2 separate regions of the Canis lupus genome follow, and region 2 is linked to region 1. The links are chromatin contacts, called in public Hi-C maps. All regions are on one chromosome and are shown on one strand. Each heading gives the region's core, a stretch centred on a gene start, on an enhancer-like site or on the middle of the called end of the contact. The rest is flanking DNA. Distances are from core to core; before and after follow the strand shown.

What was found. A called contact is a pair of places that touch in the nucleus more often than the background predicts.
Region 2: a Hi-C map of blood shows a contact between it and region 1, with 3 times the contacts expected there. The contact joins the promoter of CLK3 here to the promoter of UBL7 in region 1. A contact is called at or near these places in 2 of 9 Hi-C or Micro-C datasets (amygdala and blood).

What each region holds. Positions count from the first base shown.
Region 1 is chr30:38,012,057-38,019,769 of UU_Cfam_GSD_1.0, forward strand. UBL7 (ubiquitin-like protein 7) reads right to left here and starts at 4,261. Exons shown (of 12, transcript XR_005381875.1): 1 at 4,110-4,261; 2 at 2,549-2,761; 3 at 1,526-1,645. It also overlaps the pseudogene LOC106558048.
Region 2 is chr30:38,141,988-38,149,700 of UU_Cfam_GSD_1.0, forward strand. CLK3 (dual specificity protein kinase CLK3) reads left to right here and starts at 3,989. Exons shown (of 13, transcript XM_038580987.1): 1 at 3,989-4,106; 2 at 7,230-7,381. The coding sequence starts at 7,230.

The sequences.
Region 1 (7,713 bases), core at 3,011-5,510:
CAGGGAGTGGAAGTGACTTTATGATGGGATATCTTAATAACTGTTACCTAGAAGGAAGGAAATCTAGAGCAAAGCCAAAGCTGTAACTGGTAAAGATGGAGCAGTCACTCATAATAGCCGGAGACAGGGATATTTGGTCATTTTTGTGATTTGGACAATGTCCAGGGTTTTGTCTCTGTTCAGAAATGAGAGGGATCTTATTTTTGTCTTGATCCATTACTGCCTCAGAGCATGTGGCCTTATAGATGTTGGTGATCTGTCAAACTTCATGTTTCAAGGCTTACCTGAGGGCCAGGCCAACCCCTTGAATGTTAGAGACTGCCTTTCTTTTTTTCTCACTTCCCATTAGTGGACAAAAAAAGATCTTTTTTGTCTTTTATGTTTAGAATTGAAAAGAGGGGAAATTTCAAGCTGATAACCAACCACAGCAATCATGAACGTACATAAATATAACAAACTGCCAGTTTCACAAAGCTTATCTGTTTTATACAGCTTAGCTTTATCCTTGGGAAAACTTTTTAAACACAGATGTAAAACTTACATTATGAATTCCAAGCTGCACCTTTTATAAATAAATAAAAAGGCATTTGTTTTGTAAGGTTTTGGAAGTTTTCTCCCAGAGCTACTTTAATATTGTTCAGATATTTTCAAGCTTCAGGAAAATACATTACCAGTATAGCAGGAATGACCTAAGTGAACAAATCACCGCCTAGGGCCATTTCTGGGAAGATTTGCTAACAAGAGGACAAACTACATCATTACAGGAACACCAGGAGTTTTCAGTTTTTTTCCTAATGAGAACAATAACAACAAAAAGATACAAAGTTCACCGAGAAATCAACTGTTAATCTAAGAAAGTTTAAATAGACACTCACTCCCTACCCCACTAGGAAACAGTGGGTAATGAATTTAAAAAGTAGAGTAACAGGGCAGCCCGGGTGGCTCAGCGGTTTAGTGCCGCCTTCAGCCCAGGGCCTGATCCTGGGGTCCTGGGATCGAGTCCCACATTGGGCTCCCTGCATGGAGCCTGCTTCTCCTTCTGCCTGTGTCTCTGCCTCTCTCTCTCTCATGAATAAAAAAAATATTAAAAAAAAAAAAGTAGAGGAACAAACTCCCTTCCCTTAGCGGTGTTGATAGCAAGTAGATCAAAATCGCACTCTACTGGGATCCCTGGGTGGCGCAGCGGTTTGGCGCCTGCCTTTGGCCCAGGGCGCGATCCTGGAGACCCGGGATCGAGTCCCACGTCGGGCTCCCGGTGCATGGAGCCTGCTTCTCCCTCTGCCTGTGTCTCTGCCTCTCTCTCTCTCTGTGACTATCATAAATAAATAAAAATTTAAAAAAAAAAAAAAAAAAAAAAAAAAATCGCACTCTACTGCCAATGGAAGATTAATTCAGTAAGTAATACAGATATCCTCCATCACCATCTCACTTTTTGTTCTACCCAGGCCATGCCTCCAGAACACACAGACCCTTTTCTTGCAGATATTACAGAAACTCTGTCTATCTCAGGGCCCTCCTCACTCACCTGGTTTCTGATCAGGCTCGGGCCAGGACTTCCGCAGAACATGGACTGTGGACCCAGGTTGAATGCCGTAGAAGTCAAGGGTCTGGTCATCTTTAAGCTTCCGGCCACAGTATATCAAATCTAAAAAGAGAATGGTCCACTTATATTTTGCTTCTCAAAACAATGTGGATGGCTTCTGCCTCATAAGAAACTTACCTCAATGGGACAGATAGCCGGAGTGCTTTAAAAAGTACTCTTATTTAATAAATACATTTCAATAAAAATCATTAGCGAGTACAAAGTCATAAAATACAGTCTATGCACGGGAAAGCTCTAGAGCTTAACATCCGGGAAACTGCTCGATTTAAATAAATGAGAAAGGGCATCTCCGTGGCTCCGTGGTTTAGCGCCGCCTTCAGCCCAGGGGCTGGATCCTGGAGACCCCGATGAGTCCCACATCGGGCTCCCTGCGTGGAGCCTGCTTCTCCCTCTGCCTGTGTCTCTGCCTGTCTCTCATGAATAAATAAATTAAAAATCTTTAAAATAAATAAGAAAATGCAACAATAAAAAAAGGATGAACCAACTGGATCCCTCAGCTTCATAAATTATGTTTATCATTTAATTCCTTCTTCCTCCACCTAGAATACCCTTGCCCTCCTTTCCTTTTTTCCCTTTTTACTGCCATCTCTCTAACCGATCAAGCAAACAAAAATCCTTCCAAGCATCCCTCAAAACCCATCTCGAATACTACATACTGGGGCCTCCCCCAAAGATGAGCTCCTCCTTCCCTAGCCCACCCCAAATTCAAGCTCTTTCATGTCATTGTTAAGGAACTCCATGATAAAGAAGCTCCGTATGATGCACAACTCAAATGGCAACCCGCAGTTTTATTACTTGGCTTACAACGACACTCACTTCCCTGGACACAGTTAACACGGTGGAGGTAACAGACTCCAAACTCTTAGTCTACTCTTGTAATTCCAGAAGTGTCCTCCCCAGAAAGAGGTCAGAACAGCATCCCATCCCCAGTCCACAGAGACTCACCAATCAGCTCAGGGTCTGGAACAGACTCCTGGAGTTTGCCAGCAATGAGCTGCTTCAGAAATGAAATACTGTAGCCCCCCAGTGAGTATTCACCCAACTCTGACTCTGGCAACTGGAGAATGGACTTTGGGGCAAGTGGCTGGTCAGCCAGCTTCACCGCCAGGTGCCAATCTGAGAGAGACATCCTCTCTCTTTCGCGCTCTCTCTTTCTCCCTGTAAAGGAACAAAGCCTGAGTGGTTACAGGGCAGACCACCACCCTACCCCTCCCTACCCCACCCTCACCCCCATGCCCACCCCCACCCAGGGGTTGAATGAACTGCGAATTCAGTGTGACACTGTTGGAGAAAAACACAGGACGCAACCTCAGGCCAGAACCAGAATCTGTGAGTCCTCCCTCTCCTTACTCATCCTATGAGAAACAGCATAAGACTTCAGTTTTCTAGGCCTCAGTTCCTTCAATCTTTAAAGTGGACATAAAAACCCCATCTCACCTAATAGGAAATGTTGTGAGGTTCAAACGAGATCATCCAACCCTCTCCCTATGTATGCTCCTTATTGCCAATTTTCTTCATCAATTCTTTTCTTACATGATTTAAAAAAAAAAATTTTATTGGAGTTCAATTTGCCAACATGTAGCATAACACCCAGTGCTCATCCCACCAAGTGCCCCCTTCAGTGCCCGTCACCCAGTCTCCCCAACCTTCCTGCCCACCTCCCCTTCCACTACCCCTTGTTCATTTCCCAGAGTTAGGTGTGTCTTTCTTACATGATATATATATATATATTTTTTTAATTGGAGTTCAATTTGCTTCTTCCTCAATTCTGTATAACAAGTTCCCTGCCTCTTGCCTCTCTCCCTGTCCAATATCCACGCTGCCCCTCAACCCATCACTTTAGTGTTTTCTACTCAAGCGTTTGCATTCCTTTCAAGCGTCCAATACAGCGACTCACCAATTTACAGCACTCCCTGCTCATCCTGCTCATCACCTACTTCTCCCATCCTCCACCCCCTATCCGCCCCCCCCCCCCCCAGCTCCCTCCTGGAACCATCTGTTAGCTCTGCCGACTCCTACCTGGATCCTTCAAATACAACCTCCTCCGTCCCGTCTCCCTGCCCTCTGACGTCCCCACACCCCCCTTTGTAAGCAAACGCTTGCAAATACTTATTTAATGCCCAACCCCCCACCCCATTCCCATTCTTGGGAGGCCCTGCCGTGAAAGCAAAGAAGAGAATTTCTGCCTCTTCGTCCCAGTGTTTGGCCGATGTGTCCAGAAAAATGAGTCAGAGACTCCTGCGGGTGGGAGACCCTCCTAGGGCAGGGCGGGCCGTGGTCAGGATCATGACCCCGTATCTCACTTGCTCCTCCCAGCTGCTCCCTGAAGGGCCTTATCACGCACAGTACAGACCAGGGCACCGAAGCCCCTGGCCCAAGGTTACAGCCAGCCAGCAGCGGGGCAGGGACGCTGTGTCGCAGGCGACGACCCCGCCGCCCCCACGGGGGCTGCTAAGTAGTGGACGCTCGTCGGGCCCGCGCGGCCCGGGGCCCCCAGCGCCCTCACCCGTCCCGCGGAAGGAACCCGGCCGCAGAGCCGCCGGTGTAAACACGCTCCGGGCCACTCGCCGGAAACCGGAAGTCCCGCGCTGCATTCTGGGAGTTGCAGTCTTTCTGCGGCGGCCCCGCCCCTCCCGAGGCGCCGGCCGCCTACTCGGCTTCCGGTCAACCCACGCGGGGGGGCGTGGCCTCCGGGCCGCTTGAAATTTCCCGCGCGGAGACTCCACCGCTGGGCACCCCAGGAGTCGCGAGAAGCTGCATATTTTGGATGCACTGTAAGAATTGCATTGTAAAAAAAATAAAAAATAAAAAATAAGAATTGCATTGTGTTTGCACGGAAGTTAGGATGAGCGCTCAAATGTGGAAGAAGGGGCAGCCCGGGTGGCTCAGCGGTTTAGCGCCGCCTTCAGCCCAGGGCCTGGTCCTGGAGACCCGGGATCGAGTCCCGCGTCGGGCTCCCTGCATGGAGCCTGCCTCTGTGTGTCATAAATAAGTAAGTAAGTAAATAGATAGATAAATATAAATAAATATGAATAAATATAAATAATAAATAAATAATAAATAAATTAAATTAAAAATAATAAATAAAAATAAATGAATAAAAAATAAATTAAATTAAAAATAATAAATGAAAATAAATGAATAATAAATAATAAATAAATAGTAAATAAACTGAAGAAGATATCAAGCCTTTAAGAGTTAAGACATGATGAAAAAAAGAACAGGCATATTTGAGAAGAACCAAAAATAACTTTTAGAAATAGGTATCGTCACTGAAATTAAGAATTGCACAAATGTAGGTCCTCGTCAAGAATGTGTATTATGAATATCTTCCCAGTGGTTGGCTTGCTCTTTCACACGCTTAATGGTGTTTTGTTTTTTGGTTTTTTAGATTTTACTTATTTATTCATGAGAGACACCGAGAGAGAGAGGCAGAGACACAGGTAGAGGCAAAAGCAGGCTCCTCGCAGGAGCCCGATGCGGGACTCAATCCTGGGACTCCAGGATCATGCCCTGGGCCAAAGGCAGACGCTCACCTGCTGAGCCACCCAGGTGTCCCAGGCCTTTTCAACTTGAGGCTGAGTCCTTTTAACATACAGTCCTGGAAGTTTTTGATGGTTTCCACACTGTCATGACAAGAGTCCTAGACTCATCTTGTACAATTCCTGCCCCAAACCCAAAATGAGCCATTCCTTCAAGAAGGTCAAATGGTTGTTAGTGGGAAATTGTATTGCAAGATCCCAATCAACACCTAGAGATGCTTAGTGCTACTAGATTGCTCATTATTTCTAAGGTGCTTTGGTGGTCAGAGCTAGAAAGAGATCTAGATCTTTATAGAGATAAAAAGTTTATATGGTTCCTTCAAATTCAAGGCTGCAGGGGGGGGGGGTTCATAATCTTTTCTATGTTGCATGTTTATTTCCTGTCTTCCACACTGAGATTCTTAGTTCTCAAGAACATAGGGGTATCTCTTTTCCTCCCCGGCTGCTTGAAGCTTGGCCACCATCATGAACGACACAGTAACTATCCAGACCAGGAAGTTCATGACCAACCACTTCAGCAGAAACAGATGCTCATTGATGTTCCTCACCCCGGGAAGGCAACAGTACCTAAGACAGAAATTCGGGAAAAACTAGCCAAAATGTACAAGACCACACCAGATGTCATATTTGTATTTGGATTCAGAACCCATCCTGGTGGTGACAAGACAACTGGCTTTGGCATGATTTATGATTCCTTGGATTATGCAAAGAAAAATGAACCCAAACATAGACTTGCAAGACATGGCCTGTATGAGAAGAAAAAGACATCAAGAAAACAGCGCAAAGAATGCAAAAACAGAATGAAGAAAGTCAGGGGGACTGCAAAAGCCAATGTTGGTGCTGGCAAAAAGTGAGCTGGAGATTGGACAACAGAAGGAGTAAAGATTCTGCAGTGGCTTTATCTGTGATGATTCTGCAGATTTTTCATGAGAGGATTAATAAACTAAGAATGTTAAAAAAAAAAAACAGAACATAGGGGTAAGCCATAATTACTCATTTACTTTAGCCCACATTATATAAATAACACTCTCCAAAATAAGAGTACAATCATCACCAATATAATTGTTAAGAAAGGTGTAAGGAGTGTCTGGTTGACTCAGTTGAAGAGCATGTGACTCTTGATCTCCAAGTCATGAGTTCGATCCCCACATTGGGTATAGAGATTGCTTAAATCAATGAATAACTTTTTAAATTAGGGACGCCTGGGTGACTCAGCAGTTGAGTGGGCGTGATCCTCAGGTCCCAGGATGGAGTCCCACGTCAGGCTCCCTGCATGGAGCCTGCTTCTCCCTCTGCCTGTGTCTCTGCCTCTCTCTCTCTCTCTCTCTCTCTCTCTTTCTCTCTCTCTTTCTCTCTGTCTCTCATGAATAAATAAATAAAATATTTTTTAAAAATAAAAATAATTTAAAAATAAAAAAACTTTTAAAATTAAAAAGAGGAGAAAAGTTAAAAATTTTCTTTTGCACATACTTTTCACTCTACCCCTTCCACTCGTCTCTACTTCAACAGACATATTATGTATTATCTGAATCTATACCATTAAATACCTTCTTCCTTTTAATACTTTTTAAAAATATGTTTTATTTATTTATTTGACAAAGAGAGAGAGCACAAGCAAGGGGAGCAGGATAAGGAGAAGCAGACTCCCTGCTTAGCAGGGAGCCTGATGTGGAGCTCAATCCCAGGACCCCGAGCTGAAGGCAGACACTCAACCAACGGAGCCACCGAGGCATCCCTCTTGTAACACTTTTAGTTCTCCAAGGAATTCTGTGTTTAATGTTCACAACTAGTGTTTGTTTTTTTTTTGTTTTTTTTGTTTTTTTTTTTTTTTTACCATTGAAACTCACTCTGTACTAGATTTCCCAGGAAGGGTTACAATATTCCTGGAGCTTTTTCATAGCAATAGCCTTTACATGTAAAAATCAATTATCTAAACATAAAATTTTGGGTTCACATTTTCTTTCCTCAAGATATTTCATTTTCTTATGATGAAAACCGAATTTTCTTTCCCTTGCAATTTGTTTGCCCTTTTTACTTGCTCCTAGTTTCATCAAATATATTTCTTTCTTGGGGCATCTGGCTGGCTCAGTCAGTTAAGCCTGACTTGATTTCAGCTCAGGTCATCATCTCAGGGTTGTGAGATAGAGCCTCACATTGGGCTCTGCACTGAATGTGGAAACTGCTGAAGATTTTTTTCTCTCTTCTTCTCCCTCTGCTCCTTTTTCCCCAACTCACATGCACTCATGCGCTCTCTCTCTAATAAAAATAAAATTTTGGGATGACCGGGTAGCTCAGCAGTTGAGTGTCTGCCTTTGGCTCAGGGCGAGATCCTGGAGTCCCGGCATCAAGTCCCACATCGGGCTCCTTGTGAGGAGCCTGCTTCTCCCTCTGCCTGTGTGTGTCTTTCTCTCTCTGTGCCTCTCATGAATAAATAAATAAAATATTTTTAAAAATAAAATAAAAATTTAAATTCTCAAAAATAATTTTCTTTTTCTATAAGTTCTGGTAATTTTGCCAAACTATGCCTTGGTGTCACTCGTTCTAGGTCAGTTATCTCAGGCAAATGGT
Region 2 (7,713 bases), core at 2,739-5,238, 130 kb after region 1:
CCTGCTTCTCTGCCCCCTGGCACAGGTGGGCACAGGCTTGCTCGGTCGGCGCCCTGCACACCCTGTGGGGCCAGCCCTGCCAGGGCTCTTGGGCAACCTGGGCAAGCACGAGCAGCTGCTCCTATAGGAAGGTTGCGTCCTGAGCCTGGGTGGGGACTCAGACTCCATCCAGGCCCTGAAGAGCGGGGGTGACTTCCCAAATGCTTGGCGGGGGCGGGGGGGGAAGGGGGTCCCTCTCTGGGCTGCACGGAAGCCTCTTTCTTGCCTTCTTCCTTCCCTGCTGCTGCTCCAAGAACGAAGGCCAGAGAATAGAGTATAAGGCAGGGCCACGTTCAGGGCCGTGCCCGCGTCCACTTAGAAGAGGCCCCGGGCCAAGGGGGGGCTGTTGGCTCCTCTGCTCCAAACACAGCTGCGCCTTCTCCACCCCGCCCACAGCAGCAGGATCTGCCCCAGGACTGGGTGCCCTGGCTTGTCTTTCGCGTCCTGGTCTGGCCTCCTCTACTCCTGTCCCTGGGCCCCCTGGCCACTGTGCCTCTCCGGCTCCAGGTGGGCCAGGGGCGGGAGTGGGGTGCTGCCCAGGGCGCTGGTGAGGGCCGTCCCTGCCCCCGGGCGCAGCCGCGCCTGCGGACCCCGATGGAGCAGGCTGGCTCTGCTGTGATGAGCCCAGCCAGGGCCCGCCGCCAGCCCAGCATGGACCTGTGCCCTGGCTCACACACAAGGGACACAGTGCGGAGGGGGTGCCCAACTATTATCGCTACGGGCCCCAGATGTGTGGCCCTCCACTGCCAGCCGGACCTGAGGCGGACGGGCCGCTGATGGCTTTGGAGCTCCAGCAACAGGACGCTGTCGTGGAATAAGGGCTGGGAGGCAGGAGCAGACAGGCTGCCAGGTGGCTCCCCAGGGTGACCCCAGGCACGGGAGGGAGCAGGAGCTCTAGGAGGGGTCAGCTGCGGGCTGAGACCCCCAGGTCACTAGGCTGTCACAGGGTAGCACTGCCCACACCCTCCCATGTGGCACGGGTGCTGGGTACCTCCCCTAGGACCTTCAGCTTGCATGAACCTTCACCCTCCTCTCCCCTGGGGACCGTAGCTTTCACCAGGGGCAACTGGGCCTTGAAGGGAATCCTTCTGTCCACTGGGCCAAAGCCAGCCACCTCCCTTGCTCCCTCCAAGTCTCCCAAGGCAGGGACCCCAGCCCTTCCTTTGCCTCCAGGGTGCCCCCAGTCACACCAGGTAGTGCACCACACACCTCCAGGGGGCGCCATTCGCGGAGGCGACATGCAGCACAGCAGCCCTGCTGGGGACCTGATTCCCATCTGTCTCCTTTGGAAGCCCAGACCTTGACAAGCCTTCTTCCATGGTGAGAACACGACCCAGATGTGGGCCCCAGCCCTGAGCATTCTGGAGCCCTCAGCCTGGGAAGAGGACCCTGCTAGCTCAGGGGACGTACCGGGGCTGTGGATAAGCAAGGAAGACTGCAGGGGGGGGGGCGGGAGACGGCTGGGCCAGGAGCCCCCCAGGGCCCCGCGGAGTCCCAGCTCGCATCCCGCCTCTGCAGCACCTGTGCTGCCTGCACGGCCGCCCCTGCCGGCCACACCCACGGTCCTTCTGACAGCCTCTGGCTGGCTCCTGGGCTGAGCACCTGCCAGGAAAGGGGGGGGTCAGGCTTCGACCCGGCCCCGATGCCCCTGCACCCTTCGGTGGGCCTCCAGGAGCAGGCGTGCCAGGGGGACATGGGGCAGCCTCCAGGGCCACGGGCTCTGCCTCTGTGTGCGCCCCGGGGTGGGGCAGTCCTGCCCTCCGAGCAGCGGCTCCGAGGCCCCGGGGCTGAGCGCGCACCTAACCCTGACGGCCCCCTATAACCCTGGCGGCCCCCTATAGCCCTGACGGCCCCCTATAACCCTGGCGGCCCCCTATAACCCTGGCGGCCTCCTATAACCCTGATGGCCCCCTATAACCCTGACGGCCCCCTATAACCCTGATGGCCCCCTATAACCCTGGCGGCCCCGGGGCCCAGCGTTTTCAGATTTCAAACCAACATCAGCCTCGAGCCCACTAAGCAGATCTCTCGTCCAACGGCTTCCAAACGCCGTGGGGCTGACTGGCCCGGCCACTTGCTGACCACCAAGCTCATCGGGCCTCCCCGGCTGGGGCAGCGGAACCGAAGCTCAGCAGGGGATGCCAGTTGCCCCAGGTCAGGAAGCGGGACCGCTGCAAACTGGGCCCTGCTGCTCGCCCCCCCCAGTACGGGTGTCCGGGACCCATGATTTAGCTCTAACGTGGGGGTCAGAAGGCCTTAAACCAGCTTAGCGCCTCGGCACGCCCCAGGCTTCCACAGCTTTGGCTGTACGATGGGGGCCCCGGGCGCCACCAGCCACCAGCTTGGCAACGGGACCGCTCAGCCTCGCTTCACCTCTGGGCCGGAGCCTCGGGTTCCTACCACTGTCCTTCCACCCACAGCCCCTGCCCCAGCTGCGTGGGCCCGGGAGAGGGCGCCCACTGAGGAGAGGCTCCGGGCCGAGCTCCCCCGCCCCCTGACTTGCTCGCTCCTCGCTCCTGTTCCCAGACTGGGGCTCAGGATCGCCGCCACCCGCCAGCCCTCTCCCTGCTGTCACCCTGACGCCAGGCCACATCCTTGCAGCCCCTCCGCGCTCTCTCCACGTTTCAGCACCTTGCAGGGCCTGACGACGGCCCCTGGCACCGGGGAGGGGGGGCGGGCAGCACCCACTGCACCACGGCTGTGGGCTCGGTCTTCCCGCTAAAACCAGGCGGGCCCCAAGGACGGCCCCCAGCGCTTACTGGGAACCCGCACCTGCCTGCTTGCTGCGGGTGGCGGCGGCCGGGTGGAGCCGGTGCAGCCGGAGCGGACGAAGGCACAGCGCCCAGGGCCCGGACACGGGGAGGGGGCCTGGCTGTCCCTGCAGCGCCCACGGAGGCTTCCCGGGCTCCCCGCGCCCAGGCTCAAAGGGGAATTCACTGCCCAGGGAAGGCAAAGGCGGCCGTGGAGAGTCGAGGGGGCGGGGCGGGAGGCCGGGAGCTGCAGCCCGGCAGGCAGGGGCCGAGCCGGGGGCGGGAGCCGCTGCGGGTCCCCCCGCAGCCCCTGAGCCAGGCCGCACTCTCGCACCCAGAGAAGGCTTGGTGGGCGCGGGCCGCAGAGGCGCTGCTGGAGCCCGTCCTGCGGGAGGGGCCGTGCGCTTCGCCCCGCCACGTCCCCCCACTCCGCCTTCGCCCGCACCCGCGACGCTTCATCCCCCGTAGCAAAGAGGCTCTCACGGCGGGGCCGACCGCGCGGCCTGGGCACGGGGGGCGTCGAGGGCCCGGCCGCGGCCTCCTGAACCCAGGGCCCCGCCGCACCCGGTGCCGCGGCACACGCAGAGCCGGGCCGGTCCGCGCCCTCGGGCCCGGGGCCGCCGCGAAACCGGGCGGGGCGGGGCGGGGCGGGGTGGGCTCCGCGGCGGGCCCCACCTCCCGGCCCCCAGCGCCCGCCGCCGGGCCGGCTCCCCGGTCGAGGCTCGGGGCCTACGTGCGTCGCGACACGCGGACGGCGGACCGCGGCCAGGGGCGGCCTCTCGGTCCCCCGGAACCAGTGCGCACGGCGGCGGGGCCGGTCCCCCAGAGCCTCCGAGGGACGGGCTAGAGAGGCCGGTTCCCCCCGCCAGAGCCTCCGAGGGACGGGCTAGAGAGGCCGGTCCCCGCCCCCCGAGCCTCCGAGGGATGGACTAGAGAGGCCGGTTCCTCCGAGCCTCCGAGGGACGGGCTAGAGAGGCCGGTCCCCGCCCCCCGAGCCTCCGAGGGATGGACTAGAGAGGCCGGTTCCTCCGAGCCTTCGAGGGACGGGCTAGAGAGGCCGGTCCCCCAGAGCCTCCGAGAGAAGGGCTAGAGAGGCCCGTCCCCGCCCCCCAGAGCCTCCGAGAGACGGGCTAGAGAGGCCGGTCCCCGCCCCCCGAGCCTCCGACGGACGGGCTAGAGAGGCCGGGCCGCCGGGCGGGGCCCGCCGAGCGCCGCGTCACGCGAGGGGCGGGGCCGCGCGGCGGAGGCCGAGCCGGAAGCGGAAGAGGCGCTCGGAGCGGGGAGTGGGGCCTAGCCGCAGCCGGATCCTGGGCCACGGTGAGTGCGGGCCCGCGGCGGCGGCGGGGGGTGAGGCGGGCGCGCCGGGCGCGGGCCTCTGGCCCCGGGTGGGTCCCGGCCCCTCCTCCTCCTCCTCCTCGGCCCGCCCCTGGCCGCGGCCCCGACCTCTCACCCCTGACCCGCGGCTTCTCCGGAGGGGCGGCCGCCGCAGACCGCGACCTCCGGGCCCCGCGGAGCCGGTGCGGGTGTCGGGCCGCGGCGTCTGAGCGCCGGGCGGCCGGGAGCGGGGTCCCCCCGGGGCCTGCGCGGGCCTCGGACCCTCCCGCGGCCCCTGCGCGAGGCCCGCAGGCTCCTCCCCGCGCCGCCCGGAGTTGGATCGCGGTTGAGGCCGGCCCCCCGCCCGGTGCGGCGGTTACGGGGAAGGGGCCCGGGGCCCGGGGCCGCAGGGGCGCCAGGAAGGGACGCGAGCGGGGCCCGGCGGCGGGGGGAGCCGCGGATGCAGCCGCCGGGGGAGCCGCGGGGGGAGCCGCTCCGGCCGGGGGAGGGGCCGGGCCGGGGCGCTCGGGGGCTCGGGGCGCGCTGGTTCCGGGCGCGGGCGCCCCGTTGCGGAGCCGGGGAGGGAGCTGCCTGCGCCGGGCCCCCGTCGAGGCGGGGCTGGCGGCCTTCCAGCTTCCCTCCTCCGTGCCCTTGAAAAGGAGGAGCGTTTCCCTCGGTGGCAGCGGCTCGGAAGGCGGCGGGTTTGAGGCCGCGGCGGTGCGGCGGCGGCGGCCAGAAGCAACCGGGGCGCTGGTGCGGCGGGCCCGGGAGCGCAGAGGCGCCCGCCGCTGCTCCGCTTGCCAGCCCGGCCTGGCTTCCTTTACGTGGTCTCCCTCTTCGCTGCAAGAGCAGAGCCTCCTGGACCTGACTGTGACCCCTAAGTAGCCGGCTTGCTGGGGTCTCAGAGCATCCGAGGTCGTGGATGAGGACGGTAGACGGGGGCATCTTGCTCCCAGCGCTTGGGTCTAGCATGCGTTGAAGGAGAGGCCACCTGCCCTGGATCCCTTGTGCGGTGCGGGGAGCGCTCCTCCTTGTCACCTCCTGCCAGGTGGGCCGGCCGGCGTTGTCTCCAGGGTTCAGGTGTGGTGACCAAGGCCTAGCGTGACTTGTGTCAGGTCCCGAGGCCACAGAGTGGCAGCACTAGGATTTAGTTGGGGTTTTTCTACCCAGGGCTCTTTCTCCTCTTGGAAGAGGCTTAAAAAATATATTGTTTCTGTCCTAACATAGACTCGGAGGTGTTACCTGGAATCTTTTTTAATCTTGCTAATGAAAGGCTGACTTCAGTAAAGCCATTTGACATAAAAGCAGGTATTGTCGAAGTGGCATAATTAAATCCTCGCAGAGCCCCAGGAGGGATGGCTGTTCCCTCGTTGCCAGAGGAAGTCGAAGGTCAGGGTAGTTGAATAGCTTGCCCGACGGCAGGCGCACAGCTGGCAGGGGCAGTGTTGGGATTCCGGCAGATCTGAACTTGTGTTCGGTTCACTGTGGTGAACATGGGTGGACACACGAATCCTCCAGGTCCCAGGAGGCAGTCTTGGGGGTGAGGTTTGAGGTCGCAGCGCTGGGGCAGCATCAGCCAAAAGTAACCACGGGGTGCAGGTGTGGAGGATCGCGTCCTCCAGCTCTGGTGCTTCTGTCCGCCTGGCCACCAGAGCATGCTCCACGTCACTCAGGGAGACGTGAGATCCTGCCCTCACCCCATAACTTGGGCGCTTGGCCTAGGGTAATTGCAGGAAAACAGTGAAACATTAGTCAGCTGGTCATCAAAACAGAAAAGCAATTTAAGCTCTTGGGGAGTTGTTGGTGATTTCACATAGTGTTTACCTCCAGGGGTTGCTGGGGCCTGGGCCTCCAGGTAGATAGGGGAAGAGCCTGCTGGTGGGGAGACGAAAGCAGCGATTTTCTCAGGGTCCTGGAGAAGTTCCCAGGGATTTAGTCAGACACGCCTGGTTGCCCTGCTCACCCACGAGGAGCTTGTTCAGACCCTTCTCATGAGATGGGGCAGCTCTGGTGGCTTTGTCCAAATGTGCTTGACCAGGCAAGCCCGGGACTGACCACCACTGGAGGTTGGCTAAGGCCCAGGAAGGGGTTGGGAGGAAGGCCGGCGACAGTCTCTGGCCCAGCCTCCCGACGCAGGCAGGGCTAGGTTTTGGGTGTGGGTGGAACAGGGAGTTGGCCTCACAGCCGTCTTCCTCAGCTGCTGTCTGATCCAGCCTGGCGATCTTCTGTGGCAGGTCTAAGTCCCACTGAACAGGGATGGCGAGGTAAGGGCCCTTTTGGCCTGCCTCCAAGCGCACAAGCTTGCCACACGCTCAGCGCCCCCGGCTGCTCCCGAGAGGAGCACAGGAGAGGGGACAGGAGCAGGGCGTCTAGACAAGGGGCACGTCCAGAGAGGCGAGGCACGGCCTGCCGCGGCACCGCAGCGGGTCAGAGGGTTCCAGGGGGTCTTGGGCTCTGAGGATGCTGGCGTCGGTTTACCAGTGCTGAGACGGAGTACGGAGTAGCAGGGGCTGGACGGCCCCCAGTCGGCGCGGGCTAGGGCCGGTTTGTGAGACCCTTTGCGTCGCCTGCTCCAAGGGCAGGTCTCGTTTCTGCCCGTGGCTCCTCACACTGACATGTGGTCTTTGCTCCCTTGAGTGAGGTCCAGTTCAAGGCCTCGGCCAGGCAACTTGGCCTCAGACTTGAGGGCTTTCACCCTTTGCTCCCGAGTGTTGGCTCCCTGCCAACCGGCCTGTGACTCTGGCCTCTGGCTTGACAGACCAGTCCCTTCTTAGAGCCGCACCGACGGGAGGCTCTCCTCCCCTTGGCCTTGGTCGCCGGGGAGGTGCTCCCCAGCCCCCCTTCTGTCTCGGCACCTGTGCCGGTCCTCCGGGTGTCCCCGGGCACTCAGGCCCCCAGGCCCGCGATGCTGCGCTGGGGAGGCAGCTGTTTGTTCGCTGGCAGAGAAGGGTGTTGCCCGTTGTGTGCTGTCTGACCAGTGTGACCTCAGAGCTCTTTTTGGCTTCATAAACCCCTGGGAGGGGCTGCCCCCAAACACAACAATGGGCCTCTTCTCCAGGAGCGCCTCGGCCGAGCAGCCCCACACCTTGCTGCCCACTGAGCAGGGCTCTCTTTCTCGTGGCCTAGATGCATCACTGTAAGCGATACCGCTCCCCTGAGCCAGACCCGTACCTGAGCTACCGATGGAAGAGGAGGAGGTCTTACAGTCGGGAGCACGAAGGGAGACTGCGGTACCCGTCTCGAAGGGAGCCTCCGCCCCGGAGATCTCGGTCCAGAAGGTGACAGGGGCCTAGGTGGGAGGAAGGGGCCCCGTCCCTCGGCGGGCTGGGGAGACAGCCTGGAGGCTGCTTTGGGGCCGGCCGCCTCTGCCCCTGTCCCCCGCCACACACGCCCCCCATCTCAGCTGTGTTCCTGGGCCTGGGGCTCACTGCTGTCCTGCTGCCCGTTTCCCTGTCCTTGAGCCTTCCTTCCCAGACGTGTTCCCCATTTTCTAGGCCAGCATGTCCCCTGCTGGCTTCTGAGCTTCCCTCAGTGGGGTTAAGAACGTAGCCTCCATCCCTTCCAGAGCTGGGTCCCTGGTCCTGTCTCAGTGGGCGTGGGGACCCCCGAG